3 separate regions of the Zea mays genome follow, and all the other regions are linked to region 2. The links are chromatin contacts, called in public Hi-C maps. All regions are on one chromosome and are shown on one strand. The core of a region is the stretch at or near the end of the contact, and the rest is flanking DNA. Distances in the headings are between cores, read along the strand shown. Region 1 overlaps LOC103643672. Region 2 holds the start of LOC100283806. Region 3 holds the start of LOC100304276 (putative regulator of chromosome condensation (RCC1) family protein).

The links. A called contact is a pair of places that touch in the nucleus more often than the background predicts.
Region 1: a contact with region 2 is called in a Hi-C map of bundle sheath, with 2.0 times the contacts expected there. The contact joins the enhancer-like site here to the promoter of LOC100283806 in region 2. A contact is called at or near these places in 4 of 25 Hi-C or Micro-C datasets (bundle sheath, ear, leaf and 1 more).
Region 3: a Hi-C map of endosperm shows a contact between it and region 2, with 1.8 times the contacts expected there. The contact joins the promoter of LOC100304276 here to the promoter of LOC100283806 in region 2. A contact is called at or near these places in 6 of 25 Hi-C or Micro-C datasets (bundle sheath, ear, endosperm and 2 more).

Annotation. Positions count from the first base shown.
Region 1 is chr1:255,012,337-255,015,493 of Zm-B73-REFERENCE-NAM-5.0, forward strand. LOC103643672 reads left to right here. Exons shown (of 10, transcript XM_035964306.1): 10 at 307-668. Among protein-coding and RNA genes, the nearest start is that of LOC103645455, 18 kb to the left of the region's middle. Within about 2 kb of position 1,760, at least 19 of the 20 cell types and tissues checked have an H3K27ac peak or open chromatin away from gene starts, as enhancers often do. A contact at or near this core is called in bundle sheath, ear, leaf and 1 more, where this site is marked.
Region 2 is chr1:255,332,580-255,335,999 of Zm-B73-REFERENCE-NAM-5.0, forward strand. LOC100283806 reads left to right here and starts at 1,767. Exons shown (of 7, transcript NM_001156704.2): 1 at 1,767-1,873; 2 at 2,471-2,712; 3 at 2,850-3,033; 4 at 3,119-3,193; 5 at 3,295-3,404. The coding sequence starts at 1,861. It overlaps LOC101027174 (rhicadhesin receptor precursor), which reads left to right. Exons shown (of 2, transcript NM_001353020.1): 2 at 1-356. The coding sequence ends at 68.
Region 3 is chr1:254,848,234-254,851,457 of Zm-B73-REFERENCE-NAM-5.0, forward strand. It overlaps LOC100304276 (putative regulator of chromosome condensation (RCC1) family protein), which reads left to right and starts at 1,963. Exons shown (of 9, transcript NM_001165719.1): 1 at 1,963-2,112; 2 at 2,964-3,220. The coding sequence starts at 2,968. LOC100278337 reads right to left here and starts at 1,860. Exons shown (of 8, transcript NM_001407295.1): 1 at 1,566-1,860. It also overlaps a transcript of LOC100282360 not described here.

The DNA of each region.
Region 1 (3,157 bases), core at 510-3,009, 320 kb before region 2:
AATTACGTTGGCCTGAAGTTTTTCCTTTTCCATTGGACGAATTAGTTTTGCATTAGTGTTTATTGAATTTGGATGATGATAATAAACTGTGGGGTCATGAATACTAGAATCGCAAAATCTGTGCCATAGACATGTATTCCTGAGTAACTGTTAAACAGTTAATAGTTAACATGTGTGGGGTCATGAACTTACTCAGCAAGTAACTGAGCAAAAACTGTGTACTCAGGAAGATAAAATTGTGGGGTCATAAATTGTGTTTCTTATATAATTCATAATGAAACTATTGCTGATTGGATGAATTTTCAGGTGGTAATGTATTGTGGAATCCTGTTTTACAACTTCAACCATTGATTCCAGTGAAGCTAATGCCATGGAATGGAATTCTCACCACGTTTGCTGGCTGTACGAGTACACAAATCTGATGAATGGATTCAGCTAAAATGTCATAGAATGGACCCGGAATTTATGCTCTTTTTTTGTGCTCTCTCAGCATGTGCTAGCTGGTTAAGTACTAGCATTGCTATTGGGCGCTATTTTGTATGCTTGTTCTGCTGTCTTTTGGATGTAAACGAACAAGTTTGCATGCTTGTTCTGCTATTGGATAAGAAGTATTAGCATTGCTATTTGCATGCTTGTTCTGCTGGTTAAGAAGTTAAGAAGTATTAGCATGTGACTTGTGGAGATGTGCATGCTTGTTCCGCTCGCACTGCTTGCTTGTTTGCAACCTGCAGCAATCTGTGCCAAACGGACACAGGGCACGACAGGCAGTGCAGGTAAATGCCTCCGCCGGTTGTGGCTGGCCTGGCCGGTGTGGGCTGTCAACTGGCTGCCGAACAGAGGCCTTACCGGTTTCCAGAAGACATGAAGAAAATGAGTCTAGTCAGAATATTTGCTTCTAATGATTCACGCATTTTCTACGAGTGGCAACTCGGTTCATACATCAGAATTGAAATCACCCAACCGAACTAGCGGTTATTGTTTGGTGGTTTTAACAAACCAAAAAAAAAAAACTTTGGCTGTGCTACTATAGAGGGGAATGTTTCTGTTTGAAAGGTGACAATGATATCGTATTTTCTTGTCAAGTCATTATGAATAATAACTAATTTTTCTGTTTGAAAGGTTACGTTACGCTAGCCTAATTGTTTTTCTTGTCTAGTCATTACCCGCCGGCGCGCTAGGTTAGAAGGGTGTGGCCTCCGTGCTGGTGGGCCGTAGTGCTGGCCTGCTGGGCTACTCTGTCAAGTGAAGTGTTTTGTGGGCTGCCTTGGAGGGAGTTTTTCTTTGAGCCGTGCTGTTGGCGTGGGCCTGTGGTAGGGAAACACGACGAAACCGTGGAGGGTCGCGGTGGTGTTGCAAACTTGCAAATGCACACCCGTTATTCGGTGCGGCGGATTCTTGCGCTGTAAGAAGAAAAAAACCAACACCAAAATTTTCAAAAATAAATAAATACATAAAACCGAAACCGAAAAGTCGAAAAACCATAAAAATAGTCAGACTGTTGATTCTTTGTTTTAGGATAAACTTTGAATCGCGGTCAGACTGTTGGGCTGCTCTTCACCTGTAGCTGTTTAGATTATTATTACTGTAATCTATAAAGACAAAATACTATAGAAAGCAGTAGTCGTCGTCGTTGGATTAAAGCCGGCAGCGAAGATGGTGTGTAATTGTTTTAGAATGGAAGGAGCGGTATGGAAATGCATCCCGGTGGACGCATGGTGGGTCGACAGGTGTGCATGCTGCTACCGGCAGGTCTTGCACGTGTGCGGAGGCAGACAGAGGCAGGTGGGCAGGCTGGAGTCCTGAACTGAATGCGGCCGGATTGGATTGCTGGTTGCCTCGGGCGGGGAATCCGCGGTTCGCACCCGCACGGGTGGGCGGTTGCCTGCCTGCCTGCCTCTGAGAGATTCCCTCCGATCCAGTCCATCCGCTGCGGTGCCAGTGGGCGGCGAGGTCACCGAGGAGATGGAGATCCGTCGCTGCCCATCCATCCATCCATCTCGTCGCCCCAGTGAGCAGTCCCAGGGTGGGGTGGGGTGGTCCGGACAGCCGCACGTGTGGGCGCGGTCGCTGCCCTGAATTGAGCAGAGCAGGAGCAGGAGCAGGAGTGATCCGTCCACTGTGGGTTCGAGGTTCGAGGCCGCCCGTGTGCTTGCTTGCTTGCGTTGCGCACTGCATCGTTTGACCGGGGACAATCTTTCTCTTCCTTGTTCGTCGCCACATCTTGTAACTGAAGCCTACTGCATGCCCCTAGTATCTACTACCGTCGTCACTCGTCGTTACTCGTTCCCTAGTTAAACATGGTTCACAATTAATTAATTGTAGCACCATCTTATCACATAAATGCTGCTACACGTGCGACCCGAGTGGTAGATTTAGGATGTGTTTAGTTGCAGGATAGCTAGAGACGGACAAGATAAAGACGTCCCCTGTCGTTCTCTCTCGTCCTAGGACAACTGAGGACAACATTGAGATAGTTCTGTTCCAATATCTGATCCTGAACCAAACAACTTTATTTAATGGATCGTACTATCACATCCTGTCCTATCATTACAACCAAACACACCCTAAATACAACCAGAGTCATCTAATTGCTCATGATTTATTAGTTAATAAAAACAAGATTCAATAACGATTATAGATTATTGTTGGTCATACGAATGGGTCGTATATGAAGCACTTTTGTTATCACACGAACAACCCATCCCAAGTGCAGTAGGCTACAACCTTATCCCTCTTTCTCTCACGGTTGCAGAATAGCTAAGGTCTAGTTTGGATACTTTGGGATTAGAGTGTTTTAAAGGGATTGGAGATGGTGTAAATCTCCAATAGATCAAATATTCTCTCAACACATATCAATTCACTCCAATTTCATTTATTACTAGAGTACCCAAACTAGCCTCTCTGATAGGGGTTAAAACATACAACCGCAAAAACGAGTCATGACTTGTCAGCACGAAAACAATATAACATGTGGGTATTGCGGTAATACCAACGCAAGAACCTCACTCGTGCGTGTGTTCACTTCGCTAGCTACTCTGCTTTCTTCTGTCTTAAGGTTTCGTCGCTGGCTCGCTAGTATGTACGCGTACCAGTACCATCGGCCTAGAACCGACTCCCCGAAGTCCCCTGTGCCGTAATGCAGCACCAATAGTACTAG
Region 2 (3,420 bases), core at 517-3,016:
AGGCTGCTGGTCTGTTTGCGGGATCCATCTTCCTGATGCGGAACTTCGGTGATCTGATGGCCATTTAGTAGGCTTATCAGCGTTGTTTACTTGGATCCTATGAGTGTTGTTTTGATGTTCCAATAATTCCTGCTATGAATATGAAAGGCTATTTTGCTCCGAAGAGGACTAGATCTGTGCCGATAGTGCTTGATCTTAGACTTTGTAGCCATAGAGATTAGACCCTTTAATATTCGGCATGTACCGTGGATATTTTGGAACGATGGTATCAGTCTGCACCCATAATAATTTTTGATGGGTCATTAATATTTTAAGAGAAGATGTTGCACCGCAGGGCAGGGTCTAAGATGTCTTAAGATGCACAAAAGTGTGCTATTAAAAATGAGGGCAGTGGTTTTTACTGGATGAGTACTGTTCATCGTATGTCCATGGCCAGCATATATTCACATGGGATTATGTGTCATTGAGCAGAGTACCAGGATGGGAATCTGCTTGCTGAAACCCTGTTGCAGCCTTGTGATGGACACTTGCATCAGTTTGCACAAGACCGTTAAAGAAAAGAGGACAAAGGGGTGAAGAACGATGATAACAGACTGCTGATTGGAGGAAGGGAGAGACCGAGAGAGCGGATCCTCCCCTGAAAAAACTGGTAGACAGCTAGCTCACTCTCCTGTGGTATTGGATTTTGTAGTGCAGCTGTTGCCATTTATTATCACTTGTCAACTGTGGTGTTCAAAGAAAACAAGCATAGGCCCCAGGAATATGCCGCTTCTTTTTTTTTAAAGAAAAGTGGGAGGCCGAAGGCGAACCTACACATGATACACGCAGGAATCTCCCATCTCCATCGGGTTCCGGGCAGGGCATTTGGTCTAGGAGTAGAGAGTACGATGGGGTGCCATCTTCTCGGACTTGCCTGGCACGGCCATGATGGGCGTCTTTGGTTGACCGCTGCTGCTGAATTACGACTCGCGACGCCGTGCCTTGAAGAGGACGCTGACACAGCACAGAGTAGACGAGCCACGGTCGCTGCTGCCAAGAGGACGCTGGCCGTGGGGGTGGGGTTACCATGTTTCATCAGTGGGTGTGTTTGGTTTAAGGTCAAAGGAGGATGAGTCGGGGTGCCACCGTCCCCTCAATTTTTTGGATCACGCCACTCCCAAAAATCACTCCGGTGTTCACCTCGTCCCTGCTTGACTCTCAACCAAACACTATAGAAAACGTGGGTGCCTCATTCCATCTTTCTTTGTACATTCAACCAAACGCAAAGTTTCAGCCTCCATAAGTAAACACGATTCCATCAGGTAGCGTTTGGTTCCGACTTCCGAAGATAGTCGGAATAGAAACGGCGGCTCTGTCAGGAAGATTTTGATGTGCTAAAATGGTTCAACATTTTAACATAATAATTTTCTATTTCTAGAGCCATTGTGTCCCACATAAAATCAATTCAAACAACACCAAATTGGAAGCTGAGCGTCTACATCCTACCCTACTCCAGAACCAACCAAACGCTACCTCGATTGCTAGGGAGATATGCTATTCGAGTGAGCGGGTATGAACACAGGTTTCAGACGTGTCTTGGCCCTTTGGCTCAGCTCAGGTCACAAGTCACACCCCGGTGCAGAAAGGAGCTCCAGATCACAAGTCGGTCAAACGATCTCCGGGGAATATTTTATTCCGTGGGATTCCGATGCGGCCAGTCCTCCTCCCCTCTCTCCTGTTTCTTCTAGTAGTACAAATAAAGAAGAAGAAGCTGAGCTGCTCGAGGCACGGCGAGGGAGACACAAGGCGAGTGTCCCTACTCCGAGGGCAGTCTCGGTGTGCAAGCGCATAGCATAGCAGGAGCCACAAGAAAAAAGGCCCATGGCTTCCTTCTGTAAGTTCAAGTTCTTGTGTTACCGGTCACCACATCACTTCTTCTTATAACCTCTCTCTCTCTCTCTCTCCCCTGTAATTCCATTTCCTGGAGTTTCATCTGAATGTTCGTGTATGCATGCTTAGAGCATCTCCAAGAGCTCTCCATAAAACGACTCCTCAAAATCAGTTTTAAGGGACATCTAAATAATAAGTGGGGGTAAATTTTAATCCTTTCTCCAACAGATCCCTTAAATCAGCAGTTTGTTTTTGGGGAGCCCAAAAAACCCCTCATTTGTAGCTACAAATGAGGGAATTTTAAGGGCTATGAAAAAGTTGGGGGCGCTTTAGGGGAACTGTTGGAGACATGTTTTTGTGTTTTTCCCAAAAAAAATAGATTTAGGGGAGACTTCTGGGGAGCTTTTGAAGATGCTCTTAGTTGCTTACCAGTGACCACATCGTAGTTCCAATTCCATACCATCTACAACAAGTTCTCCAGTTACTTTGTGCATGACTGATGGCTAAGATCGGAGGATTCCCTGTTCCTTCCTCCCTCCGCTCAGTCGCTCACCAAAGTTCATGCCCAGATCGTGAGTCGTTTTGTCCTGTCGCTTGTCAGCACCGAGTGGCCGGATGACACGGACGGCGGCATCTTCTCTGGCAGCGCGCGTGGTCCTCGCGCTCCTCCTCCTCATCGGGGTATCCGGTTCCGGAGCCACCCAGGCAGCGTCTCCCCACACCCACCACAGTCGGCAGCTGGATGTGAACCACAAGAAGCCAGTGCAGACGTTTCGGCCCATCAACATTGCCCACCGAGGGTCAAATGGCGAACTGCCCGAAGAGACAGCGGCCGCCTACCTGGTAGAGCTAAATTCTTCCTGTTTTTTTTGTTCTGAACAAATCATACGCGTACGTACGTACTGTATCGCCTTGGAGTTGCACAAACAAAAGGCTAAAACAAATCGAGAGAGAGAGAAAAAAAACATTTAATTTTGCAGAGGGCGATCGAAGAAGGCGCGGACTTCATCGAGACGGACGTACTCGCGTCCAAGGACGGGCATCTCGTCTGCTTCCACGATGTGACGCTGGACGCGACCACCGACGTCGCGGACCACGCGGAGTTCGCTGGCAGGAAGAGGACCTACGAGGTCCAAGGAGAAGATGTCACCGGATGGTTCATCGGTATCTCCTGCTGCTGCTGACGATGATGATGATGATGGTGGCTTGCGAGACTGATCAATCATGTTTTTTTTTATTTGGTTTCCAGTGGACTTCACTCTTGAAGAGCTCAGATCACTGAGGGTGAAGCAGCGGTTCAGTTTCAGGGACCAGCGGTACAACGGTTAGACACACTCTCTCTAGTTAGCATGCAGTCTGACTGACCTGACCTCTCACGTACGCTGTCTCTCTTCTTCTGTTCGATCGCATCGGATCGGACCACAGGCAAGTACCAGATCATTACGTTCGAAGAGTACATCCTGATCGCGCTCTACGCTGACAGGACCGTCGGGATCTACCCGGAGATCAAGAACCCCGTGTTCATCAACCAGCACGTAAGTATATATATAT
Region 3 (3,224 bases), core at 713-3,212, 480 kb before region 2:
TGGTAATTTGCCTCTGTCTGTTCAGTTTCCTGTTCTTTTTTACTTGGTCTATGACAAAGATGTTACCGTTAATGATGTATTCACATCTAATTTTGAGACTCTTACTTTTAGAAGAAGGATTGTGGGTAATTTGAGGATGTTATTCGATGAAATGATAAGTTGTAATCAGGTGTCTTTGTCTGATCAGGAGGATAAAATTGTGTGGAATCTGGGGAAAAAAGGCTTCTCAGTTAACCCTATGTACAAAAAGAAAATGGAAGATCAAATTTTGATTTCATATAAGTTCTTGTGGAAATCTAAATTGCCTCATAAAATAAAGGTTTTCTTTTGGTTAGTTGTAAGAAATAAAATTCTTACTAAGGACAACTTGAAGAAAAGGAACTGGATTGGTTCTTTGGATTGCTGTTTCTATGGGGTTGATGAATCTATCGATCATCTGTTCTTTCATTGCCCCATTGCAAAGTATATGTGGAGAGTGATTCAAGTTGCCTTGAATTTGAGACTGATTCCGAATAGTATCAGCTACCTTTATGACAATTGGTTAAGTAAACCAAAAGACAAAACTGCTAATTTGGTTTTGTTTGGTTGTGGTGCTTTATTCTGGGCTATTTGGCGCACTAGAAATGATTGGTGCTTTGGAAAGAAACATTTGCTTGATCCTTCTAACATTATTTTTCTTTGCTGCTTCTAGCTGGATTCATGGGCTACTCGTCAGAAAAAGAAGGAGCAAAAAATGGTGGTTCTAGGAAGCAAGCTAATCCGAAAGACGGCAAGTGAGGCATTCGGCCGGGCCTTTGGGTGGTGCCCTTTAGATAGGCGCATTTCTGGTTGATATGGAAGCTGGAACTTGGAAGATGGTGATGAAGTTTGTTTGTCTCTTGATGGTTGGCTTGTTCAGTTCCTTTTGTGGCTTCTGCCTGTCTGATTGGGTTGTAAATAAGAAAGTCTTATGTAGTTAATCGTAGGCCAAACTTTCTCTGCTATCTTAGGCTCTTCACTAATCTAGTTTGATAGTGTTTAGAGTCTAGATAGGGTTCTGGCCGTGTTCGATCTTTTGGGATGATGTGCCGCGTGGTTGTGGATGTTTCAAACTTTCCTATTTCTTAATGAAATAGGGGGCTTCGCCCCTTCGTAAAAAAAAAACCAAGAGACAAGGGCATATGCTCCCTTTCCAGAATGGAAGCGTATCTTAATCGGTTCATTCTATAACCACCTCATCCATAATACTAATATGCTGGTTCATGGTTCATCCACCTAAACTCAACAGTTTAATCCCATGATTTGGCCAAGATGGCCATATCCAAAACTTATTTCAACCAGTGTTATCGAGAAAAGATTTTTTTTACTAGACAAAACAATAATATATTTCCTAATTATGATCAAATTGTCGTTCTACCGAAACAAATAAAAAATGCGGTAGCCCTACCCCTCCATGATGAATCAACTTGCCCTCAAATAATTGCGCTTTCCCCCCAGAATAGTACGATACAATCACCATTTCCTGAAGCAAAGGCGCCTAACAAATTAGCATAAACAACGAGAGTAGGTGAAACAAAGAAACGAACCCTGGGAGTGCCGAGTTTCGCGAGGGACGGGATGCGGACGTAGAGCAGGCGATCTGGCATGCACAAGCACGGGGAGATCCTTCGTTTTCCTCCACAGCTTCGTCGATAGAGATTTACGCCATTTGTTTATCAGCGTTCTTTCCTCGTGTAATTCGTGGAAGGATGGAGAAGCAGTCGCCGAATTTGGTCGGTAGGCGTTGGTGGTCTCGGTTCACGCTCCAGACCCGTGCTCTCAGCAACCTGCTAACCTCCCCTGGACCCGGTTCACGCTAGGCACGTGACGTGATCACGTGAGCCGCTTTGTCTCTCTGCCGTCCCTGTGTGGCTCGTGTGGCTGGCTGTGTCCTCCATCCTTTCAAGGACCTCGGGAATCCAGAAAATTCCGGTGGTCGGTGCCCACGGACAGGCGTGTGCGCCACGAGCCCGACGAACAAGGGAACGAGGCCATTTCCACCGGTCAAACTAGGAGAAGCAAGCAAAGCTCCCCGCCATTAGTAGAATCCGCCCGAAGTCTGCCCCGCTCTTCGGCCTCGTCCCTTCTCTCCAGGTGAGCGCTGGATGAACCTCTGCTCGGCTTTCTGCGTTGCGCTAATCGATTGCTGGATGGTCGCCAGTCTGATTTGATGAAACAGAAGTTGGGGAAATTGAGGATCTCCTTAGGTAGGAGGATAGATTTAGCTCTTTCTCCAATTTCAAATAATGGATAAGTTTCAGTTTAAGCTATTGTTCATTTTATCTGGATTCCTTAGCCGGTGACGTGTCCCGATGGACATTTTGTGGACTATTAGGGGATGGTTCCCGATACCTTAAGCTTGTTCTTCCTGCAGCTGCCTGTTTACCCCATATGTAGTGCCGCAGTTGCCGTCTTACACACGTTGCGATCTTGTTAGCAAGGGTGATTTAGTTTTGTAGCTTCAATGTGCTCTGTTTGCAAAATTCTATTAAAGTGACTTAAATCTTTGAGAAGACATAGATGTGTTCTGAATTAGGGCGGCATTTGTTCATCCTACCAAATTTGCTGGTTCAAACTGCTTATTTGATGGCGTAATTGTTCAGTTCCAAATGGTACTTTTGTTCTCTATACGATCTCTGTAGGATTACCATGAGTCCATGACAGATAGTCTCATTAATGACAATTTTATCTTTTGATGAACATATTAGTTGTTAATGAGAACATGAAAGAGGAAATGGACACCCTTAATGCTGTGAATGGAAACAGTCATTCATCAAAGCTGGGATGTTTTTTTTGGGCCGAACTGCTCTCTTTTGTTATTTTTTGGCCTGATGGTCTCAACAGATTCACTTGCACTGTTCTATCTCTCTGTCTATTGGTTTAATGGTTGCACTGCTCTGCTTGTTTGTTGTTGTGCTTATCTTTTATTCATCATAATCAACCAGGGCCATGGATGTAGATGATGTGCTCAGTAACTTGCGTGTTGTTGGTGTGCCAACAAAGAGTGCAATTTACATATGGGGTTATAACCACAGTGGCCAGACTGCCCGAAAGGGCAAGGAATGCCACTTGAGGATCCCCAAGAGCCTCCCTCCCAAACTATTCAAATTGGGGAATGGGAAGAGCCTCAGGTGGACCGATATTGCATGTGGCCGTGAGCATACCGCTGCAGTTGCTTCCGATGGATCACTGTTCACCTGGGGTAA